2 separate regions of the Hordeum vulgare genome follow, and region 1 is linked to region 2. Evidence: chromatin contacts called from public HiChIP or PLAC-seq data. All regions are on one chromosome and are shown on one strand. The core of a region is the stretch at or near the end of the contact, and the rest is flanking DNA. Distances in the headings are between cores, read along the strand shown. Region 1 holds the start of LOC123447936 (F-box/WD-40 repeat-containing protein At3g52030). Region 2 holds the start of LOC123447935 (SWI/SNF complex subunit SWI3C homolog).

Evidence for each region. HiChIP or PLAC-seq counts read pairs in DNA pulled down with a chosen protein or histone mark.
Region 1: an H3K4me3 HiChIP or PLAC-seq map of embryo shows a contact between it and region 2, with 5 times the contacts expected there. The contact joins the promoter of LOC123447936 here to the promoter of LOC123447935 in region 2. A contact is called at or near these places in 2 of 6 Hi-C or Micro-C datasets (leaf and an unstated tissue) and 1 of 1 datasets of contacts at active chromatin or transcription factors (embryo).

Annotation. Positions count from the first base shown.
Region 1 is chr4H:77,189,816-77,194,326 of MorexV3_pseudomolecules_assembly, reverse strand. It overlaps LOC123447936 (F-box/WD-40 repeat-containing protein At3g52030), which reads left to right and starts at 2,824. Exons shown (of 9, transcript XM_045124672.1): 1 at 2,824-3,200; 2 at 3,862-4,047; 3 at 4,246-4,300. The coding sequence starts at 2,827.
Region 2 is chr4H:76,986,198-76,990,467 of MorexV3_pseudomolecules_assembly, reverse strand. It overlaps LOC123447935 (SWI/SNF complex subunit SWI3C homolog), which reads left to right and starts at 1,363. Exons shown (of 9, transcript XM_045124670.1): 1 at 1,363-1,502; 2 at 1,590-2,114; 3 at 2,201-2,772; 4 at 3,392-3,755; 5 at 3,884-3,957. The coding sequence starts at 1,475.

The DNA of each region.
Region 1 (4,511 bases), core at 1,575-4,074, 200 kb before region 2:
ATGTGACCTAACTCATAATTTACAAAACTATGACCCCATAGGCCTCTAGAAGGCCGAAAAGCACCTTCTCGTTCAACAATAGGTAGAAGAGGTGTCGGGGGTCGGGGCCTAGTGGCGTCGAGGGTCGGTGGTGTCGGGGGTCGGGGGTTAGTTGCGTCGGTGGTCAGGGGTCAGTGTCGTCGGGGGTCGAGGGTCACTATCATCAGGGGTTGGGGTCTTTTCGATCAACAAGAGGCCGAAGAGGTGTCGGGGGTTGGGGGTCAGTGGCGTCGGGGGTCGGGGGTCGAGGGTCAGTGGCGTCGGGGGTCGAGGGTCGCGGGTCGGGGGTCGAGGGTCAGTGGTGCCGGGAGTCGAGGGTCAGTGGCGTCGGGCGTCGGGGGTCGGGGGTCGGGGGTCGAGGGTTAGTGGCATCGGGGGTCGGGGGTCAGTGGCGTCGGGCGTCGGGGGTCGGGGGTTAGTGGAGTCGGGAGTCAGGAGTCGGGGGTCGGGGGTCAGTGGCGTCGGGCGTCGGGGGTCGGGAGTCGGGTGTCAGTGGCGTCGAGGGTTGGTGGCGTCGGGCATCGGGGGTCGTGGGCCGGGGGTCGGGGGTCGGGGTCCTCTTCTTTCTTCTTCTCCTCTCTTCTCTTTTTCTTCTTCTTCTTCTTCTTGGTCATCTTCTTCTTCTTATTATTCTTCTTCTTTTTTCTCCTCCTCCTCCCCCTCCTCTTCTTCTTCTTCTTCTTGTTCTTCTTCTTTCTTTTCTCTTTCTCCTCCTCTCCTCTTTCTTCTTCTTCTTCTTCTTCTTCTTCTTTTTTCTTCTAGTTTGTTATTCTCTTATTTTCTTCTAATTTTTTTCCTTTTCTATCTATTTTTTCTACCTAATAAACTAACTATCTAATTTAACATAAAAAACAAAAAAAACTAACTATCTAATTTAACAGAAAAAACAGAAAATAAACTAACTATCTAAATTAACTATCTAATTTAAAAGAAAAAACAGGAAATAAAGCCAAAAAGGAAAAAAAACTCACCTGCAGGGGCAATGGGCGGCGGGGGCAGTGGTTGTCGGGGCGGTGGTGGCCTGGCCAGTGTGGCGCAGGGGCCGGCAAGGGCGTTGGGTGGGGGCAGGGCGCGGGGAGGAGGGGCGTGGGGGGGTCGAGCCGGTGGTGGTGGAGGGCGAGCTCCGGCGGCGCGAGAGGAGGGGAGGGCAACTCCGGCGGCGCAGGGAGCAGGAGCGTGGGGAGGAGGGACGCGGGGAGGAGGGGAGGGCGAGCTCTGGCCGTGGGTGGCGGTGATGGGTCGGAGCAGCTTCGGTGGTGGTGGCGGCGCTGGGGTGGGCAGGGCGCGGGGAGCTCCGGTCGTGGGCGGCGGTGGTGGGTCGGAGTGGCCCAGGTGGTGGTGGCGGCGGCTCTGGGGTGGGCAGGGGGCGCGCGCGAGAGAGTGGAGGCTTTGTGTGTGTGAGAGAGAGGGGTGAGTGCCGTTACGGGAGCGGGGGTGGGGGCTGACTGACGTTAGGGTGGCGCCCCCTTTGCCGTCTGCAAAGGCTGGGAGGCACACAACAAATGGGTGGGTGGGGTGGGTGGGCTTCGGCCGTTAGGGTGGCGCCCCTTTGCTGTTAGCCTCTCCTTTGCTGCCCCCTTTGGCAAATATTTGCTGTTAGGTAGGCAAGGCTGACGGCAAACAACACCTTTGCCATCAGGGTGTTGTTTGCCGTCAGCTTTGTGCCAACTGACGGCAAAGATGATCTTTGCCATGTGTCAGCAGACGATAAAGACATGACAGATGGTAAATTTAGGATTCGAGTAGTGGATCATTTGTTCAACGATGCATATATTGTTATTGATTACTAAAACCATCTTAAAAAGCAATTGCGCTTTCAAAAAAAGATGTGAGGAAAACAAACAAATATTTGATTTTACAATTTATGTTTAAGGAATCTATCCGGTCGCAGCTTAAATTAATTCTTAAAACATGTTTTTCAACAACTGAAAACAGGGGTTTTTAAGTTGGCCATAGTGGGAGTAACATAACTAGTATCATAACCTTGAAATTAGCAAACACGCTGATATGACACATAATTAAAGAGGAGAGAGAGAGTTAAAATAACATAGATAGATACCGTATCATGTTAAATGCTATGCTACTATGTGTCATGCATGTCAATAAATGAGACCATCTATGTTATACTAGTTTATGATAGTATGCACTATAAAGATACTATTATATCATAATATCATATGCATGATACTACTATATGATACTCCCTCTGTACTTAAATAAGTGTAATTGGGGAAAACTAGTCTAGGTGACTACATACGGAGCAAAATGAGGGTATCTACACTCTAAAACATGTATATATACATCTGTATGTAGTCCCGCAATAACACCTCTAAAAAGACTTATATTTAGGAACATAGGTAGTAGTATGTACTATATGATAGAACTATGAGTAGCCTTAGGGTGTGTTTGGTTGGAGGGATAGGCTAGGGTGGTTGTGGGTATCCCCAACCAGGTGGCTGGGGATAGCTTTTTTTGTTTGGTTGTAAGGGTAGGGTTATCCTTTTTTTGTTTGGTTGGGAGGATGGATCCTCCCGCGCCGGTCGCCTCCCGTGCCGGCCGCCTTCCGCGACGGCCGCGCCGGCCGCCCCAGAGTGGTTGCCACCGCCCGCCCGTTTTTGGCTGTTGGCCACATCCTTTTTTTTAAATATTCCCAGCATCTGGTTGACTCTGTACCTCCCCGCCTCAGATCCAAACGCATAACAACCATAGAAAAAAATGGTTATCCCTGTCCCTGATAGGATATCCCTTCAACCAAACACACCCTTAGTTTCGCCTTTCAGGGATCTGATGTTGCGAGGACGAGGGTTCCCGAAACCTTGTTGGGCCGGTGCAATCAAGCGAACACCGCTGTCCACACAGACGCTGTCTGCCGGAAGTCCACGATGCCTACAGGCCTACAGTGGACCGGTCGACTACCGGCGGGCGGCGACAGGAGAGGCTCGCCCTTCTGAGAGAGAGAGAGAGGGAGAGATGGAGGCGAGCAGCAGCCGGAGCCGGAGCCAGGGCGGAGGTCTTACCTCGAAGCGGCGCAGCGGCGGCGGCGGCGGAGGCGGGTACGGGCTGACGGGGCAGTCGCTGAACGACGATACCCTCCGTTCCATCTTCTCCCGCCTCGACGACCACTTCGACCTCGCCCACTGCTCCGCCGTCTGCCAGTCATGGTCAGACCTGCTACGCGGATCATCTCACCTCCCCTTCCCTTCCCTTCCCTTTCCTGTGTCTCCTTCAGTTCATTTCCTGATTGCTGTCAGCAGTACGTTCGTTTTGTTCTACGCTCTCCTTATATTGTATACTCCCTCCGTCACAGTTTATAAGGCATGCGCGTGTACCTAGGTCGTCAATTTGACTTATATAAAATATATTGTTTAACATAAAAATTATATCATTAGAAAATAGAACATCTAAAGTTTCTAATGATATATTTTTTGTAATATATGCCTCTCATTAAGTTGGTCAAATTGACGACCTAGATACACGTGCCGGACTTATAAACTGAAACGGAGGAAGTACTAATATAACTGAACCTACTTCTCGATCTGTTAGCGGATTATTATTACCGGACTGATTTTATTAGCAGTATTGATAAATCATAGATGCACACTTCAATCCGCGAGATGGCAAAGATCTGAGAACCTAAACCAGGGAGCTACCAATTGCTGTGATGCAACTCTTGTGCTAGTCGTTGTATTTCAGTTTGGTATTTGTGCTGTTCATTTTTCATCCCACAATCCGGATGCATTTTTTTCTTGTGAAAGTTCCTAATTATGTAGCAATTTCTAGTGTTGATTACAGTGTGCATGTCTGATTTTATGCTTTGTTTAGGAATACGATTATCAACACGGCCCATCTGATGAGGGATCTATATTACAAGAGGAATCCACAGGCAAGAGGCTCGAGTTCTACTATTTCAGTGAAAAGTTATTTTGAGGCGCTGGCCATGAATGAGCATGCATCAACTCTTGCTAGAGGGTCTGCTGAAGTTCATCAGTGGATTGGTCATGATATAAGGTAGGCACCTGTTGTCTGGTATATGTCTTCTGAACATATGCCTCCGAGTGTTATAATGTACCGGCAAAAATAGTTACATTTGTCAACTCATAATATTTTTGTATAGTTTTAGGCTTTTAGCATGATCAGTCTTCTGTTTCTTATTTACCAAACAATGATTCAGTATCTATGTTTTCTCTTTCTTATTTCTTGCTGCAGGGCCACCTTGTGTCGTATGAAAAGCGGTTCAGTCTTAACTGGAATGGGAGATAAGGTGAATGTTGTATCATGTAGTGCTGTTCTTAATATTTTCATCAATGTTGTTTCAAATAAATATCTTCATCAATGTAAAATATCTAGTTACAAAATGTATTTGTGAGGTGTGGTATGTGGCCCTACAGTTGATGCAATGAGATGCAGATTGTCACATAAACATGATTGTGGAAATCATGCTTGCCTAAGTCCAAAATTGTAGATGATTAGCA
Region 2 (4,270 bases), core at 114-2,613:
CACCGATTCAGAGGTACTAGCGCGTTACGGATCTCGGAGGAATATGCCATTCCAGGGAATGAGTGGGTTCCGATTCCTGGACCCAACTAAACAGAAGAACGACCTCTAGGGACGGGACGGACCCGTTACATTCCACCCGGTGACACAAACCAAACACACCCTTAGAGCATCTCTAGCAAACCCCGTAAAAGAGCCGAACCCGCAAAATTCCGGCGAGTATACGGGTTCTACCCGTTTTAGTGGTCAGAACAGACCCCATATCGCGCATCCGGCCCGTATTTTTTTTATCACGGCCAGGAAAAGAACCCCCCAACCGGCATATATGCGGGTCAAACCCTATCCTCCGCCGCCACAGCTCCACCGCGATTCATCTCCCACTCCGCTCTAATTTCTCGCCGCCAGCGAGACAAAAAAAACCCATAGCAAGCTGTCCCGACCATGGACGACCACGTAAATGGAGGGGATGACGCCGAGCGCCACCGCCGCCTTGCCTCCGACGCCGCACGCAAGCGGGGATCACGGAGGTGGCTGAACTACGTCCATCGGCCGTCGTCGACTTTCGAACGCCGCGAGCTCGAGGAGTGCGAGCGCGAGCTCGCGGTCCGACGCCTCGACTCCTCTGCCGCTGGGAGTTCGTCCACGGACGCCTCGTCCTCGCAGACCATCACTCCGGTGAAGAGAAGGTCGGAGGAGCTCGGGCCGCTCGCCGTCAAGCTCGAGGACGATGCCATCCCGTCGCGTGGAGGGGTCATCGGCCCCGAGGACTACCTCCCTCCAGGGCAGGAGGATGACCTCATGCGCGCCATCATGGAGCGCTCGGTGAGGGAGGCGGAGGAGGCCGCCGCGCGCAACCGCCGCGAGTTCGAGATTGAGCAGATTTTCTTCGATCAAGGGGTCACAACATCGCACGCGAGCGCGTCCAATGAGGCGGACTTGCGTGTCATGAAGACCGAGCAGGACAAGATCTGGATCGACCTCAACTCCGATGAGGACTTAGCTCCTCCGTCTCCTTCGCCGCGTCGTTGCCGTCGCACCCGTCATTTTTGGTAGTCTAGGCTCGGTTACGCTGCACGACTCGCAGTCCTCCCCCTACCTAGTAGTATGAATAAGTGATGTAGGTTACTGATGAAGAACTATGATGTAGTTTGATGAATAACCATGATGTAGTTTTACTGTGAATGTATTTTTTAAATACAGCTTTGTCGCATGAAATGACTACGTAAAATTGCTCCGCAACAACTTGTAAACGCATTTTGCTTTTTTTTTTTTTTTTTTTTTTTATGGAGTATGCTAGAGATGGTGTGCTGCCGAAAATAATCCAATTTCTCATCGCACGTGTTGCCTTCGTCGTCATCGTCGAGACGGTCGGTCCCCTCATCACTCGTGGTCATCCTACGAAACCTCACCACCTATCTAAAAAAAAACCCTGACCACCTCTTCGGCGTCGGCCGTCCCCGACTCGTCGCCGCCTACGATGCCGCGCAAGGCCTCCTGCACGCCAGGTTGGTACGTCCAACCTCTCGCCGGACCTAATTACCTGAGCTGCTACCAACTGATCTTGCACCCTCCATCCGAACCCTAACCCCCAGATTCGCGCACCAAATGGCGGAAACGGAAGCGAAACTCCGACGCCCTTCCATTGCCGTCGGCCGCGGCCGACCATTCGGACGATTCCGACAACGATGACGACGACACGGCCGTTCCATCGCCCGCGGTTGACAATGCCGACTACGAAATCCTGGCCGGTGCCGCGGCCAGGAATCCCGTGCCCGACCCCCGTGAGGCAGAGCTGCTCTCCTCGGCCGAGGTCATCTCCACCTTCCCTGCCGCCACCCGCCGCACAGTCAACCGTCCGCATCCGTCGGTCATGGCCGTCGTTGCAGCTGAGCGATCTGCGTATGTGGGTGATGTCTCCGCCGCCGCGCCACCGGCATTGGAGAACATCTCGCATGGGCAGCTGCAGGTGCTCTCCAGGGCGCTCCCTGACCACCCGTCCCTTTCGACGGATCCTGACAGGCCGTCTTCTTATGTCTGCACGCCACCGCCCCTCATGGAGGGGCATGGCGTGCACAAGCAGTTCCAGGGCCGCCTCCATGTGGTGCCTAAGCACTCAGGTTCGCTCGTTGCGACTAAACCCTGAATTTCTGAACATACGTTGGTTTTAAGTTCACTGCAACATGAATTAATTTACCATTTGTAGATTGGTTCTCTCCTGGGACGGTGCACAGGCTGGAAAGGCAGGTTGTTCCACACTTCTTCACAGGGAAATCTCTAGGGCACACTCCGGAGAAGTTCATAATGTTAAGGAATAGAATTATTGCCAAATATTTGGAGAACCCAGGCAAGAGGCTTGGTTTTGCAGAGTGCCAAGGGTTTGTTGTTAACACAGGTGAACTATATGATTTGAGTAGGATCGTTCGGTTCTTGGACACCTGGGGAATCATCAATTACCTCGCGGTTGGGTTGGTGCACCGGGGTCTGAGGGTGGCAGCATCACTTCTTATAGAGGAACCAGCAGGGGAGTTGCAACTGTTGACTACAGCGCTGAAATCCATTGATGGTTTAATTTTGTTTGACCGGCCAAAATGTAGTCTCCAAGCAGACGACATTTCTTCTCTGACTTCATCTTCATCAAATCCAGAGGTGATGGATTTTGACGCCGATGCTGAGTTTACTGAATTGGAAGGGAAGATTAGAGAAAGGCTATCAGAGAGCTATTGCAGTTATTGCTCACAGTCTTTGTGCAATTTGTATTATCAGTCGCAGAAAGAGGTGCTCATCTTCATATTTACATATGCATATTTGTTATTTAATTTTGAACCCCAATTTATCTTGATTCTTGATTTACTGACCCAGCAGATACTGGTTCCCATGTGGTTGTTGCAAATCTTGCTTATGCATCATAATGTTGGAAGCCCATACTAATATCTCCGCCATTTTAAAATACGTGAACCAAAAACATTAAGAACACATATCCTTAGTGTCATATGTGTGATGTCAAACGACCTGCGTCTAGGTGCAATGCAACTTAGAGTTGGTTAACTTGTGATATGTGGTGGCTTGGGCCAGGTATGCTCTGTTTCGAATTCCAGCTTGTCCTGTTTCGTTAATTATGTATAAACGAATGCGATTTAGTACAAAGTTGTATTAAATCAGCAAAAGTTGATATGGATCGGAGGGAGTACCATTTTCTTCTTTGACGTCATGAACAGGGGGAGTTTCCAAGGTTGTATCTTTCTTTCAAGTTAATTAATCAGTTTGCTTATTGTTTTTCTTTTCTCTCCTGTGGGTAAGAAGCTTGTTCTCTTTCAAGTTAATTAATCAGTTTGCTTATTGTTTTTCTTTTCTCTCCTGTGGGTAAGAAGCTTGTTCTGAAAAGCTTGTTGTTTAGCTGATTGAGCAGGCAGTTGCTCTTTGCCCTGATTGCTTCCATGATGCAAGATATATTATCGGGCATTCAAGCTTAGATTTTCAGAGAGTCGATGGGGGTAAAGATGGATCAGAAAGTGAGGGGGATAACTGGACTGATAGAGAAACGTTATTGTTGTTGGAGGGCATAGAGAATCATAATGACAACTGGAATAACATTGCAGACCATGTTAGAACAAAGTCAAAGGCACAGTGTATCTACCATTTTATTCGTCTTCCAGTGGAGGATATTTTATTAGAGAACATTGAGGTATCAGATGCATCCAAGTCATTTATACCGGAAAGCAATGTATATCCACATTCAGATTCCAATGGCAGTACTTCAGGTCTTTTACATCATTAAGTTGTTATTTGCTCCACCATCAGAATTCCTTAGTTTATTTTCCAACTTTTGCAAACAGTGTGTGACCACTTCCATTTTTGACGGTGACAGTTCTGTTTATTCTCTATCCAGGAAATCTGCCTCAAAGTATTCAACATGGAAACCAACTTCCATTCATCAGTTCTTCTAATCCAGTCATGTCTCTGGTAAATTATTTTTCACCACTTTCTGTTTATAGACAACTAATGCAGGGGTTACTCCATTTCACCTAGTTAGAGGCCTAGAGGTTGCCAATAATGTGTAGCACTATAATGACATGCTGATTATGTTTATCGACACTTAATTTTATATCAAATCCCTTAGCAAAGTTAGATTAGCCTCCATACTTGAAAGTTTCACTAAGCATGATTCTGTCTTCAACTAGAGGTAATGTTGGAAATGGAAGCCAATACTTTTTCTACTTGCCTACCTATGTACTTCCAATAAAAGAAATGCCAATTAAACCACGTTTGGATGTTG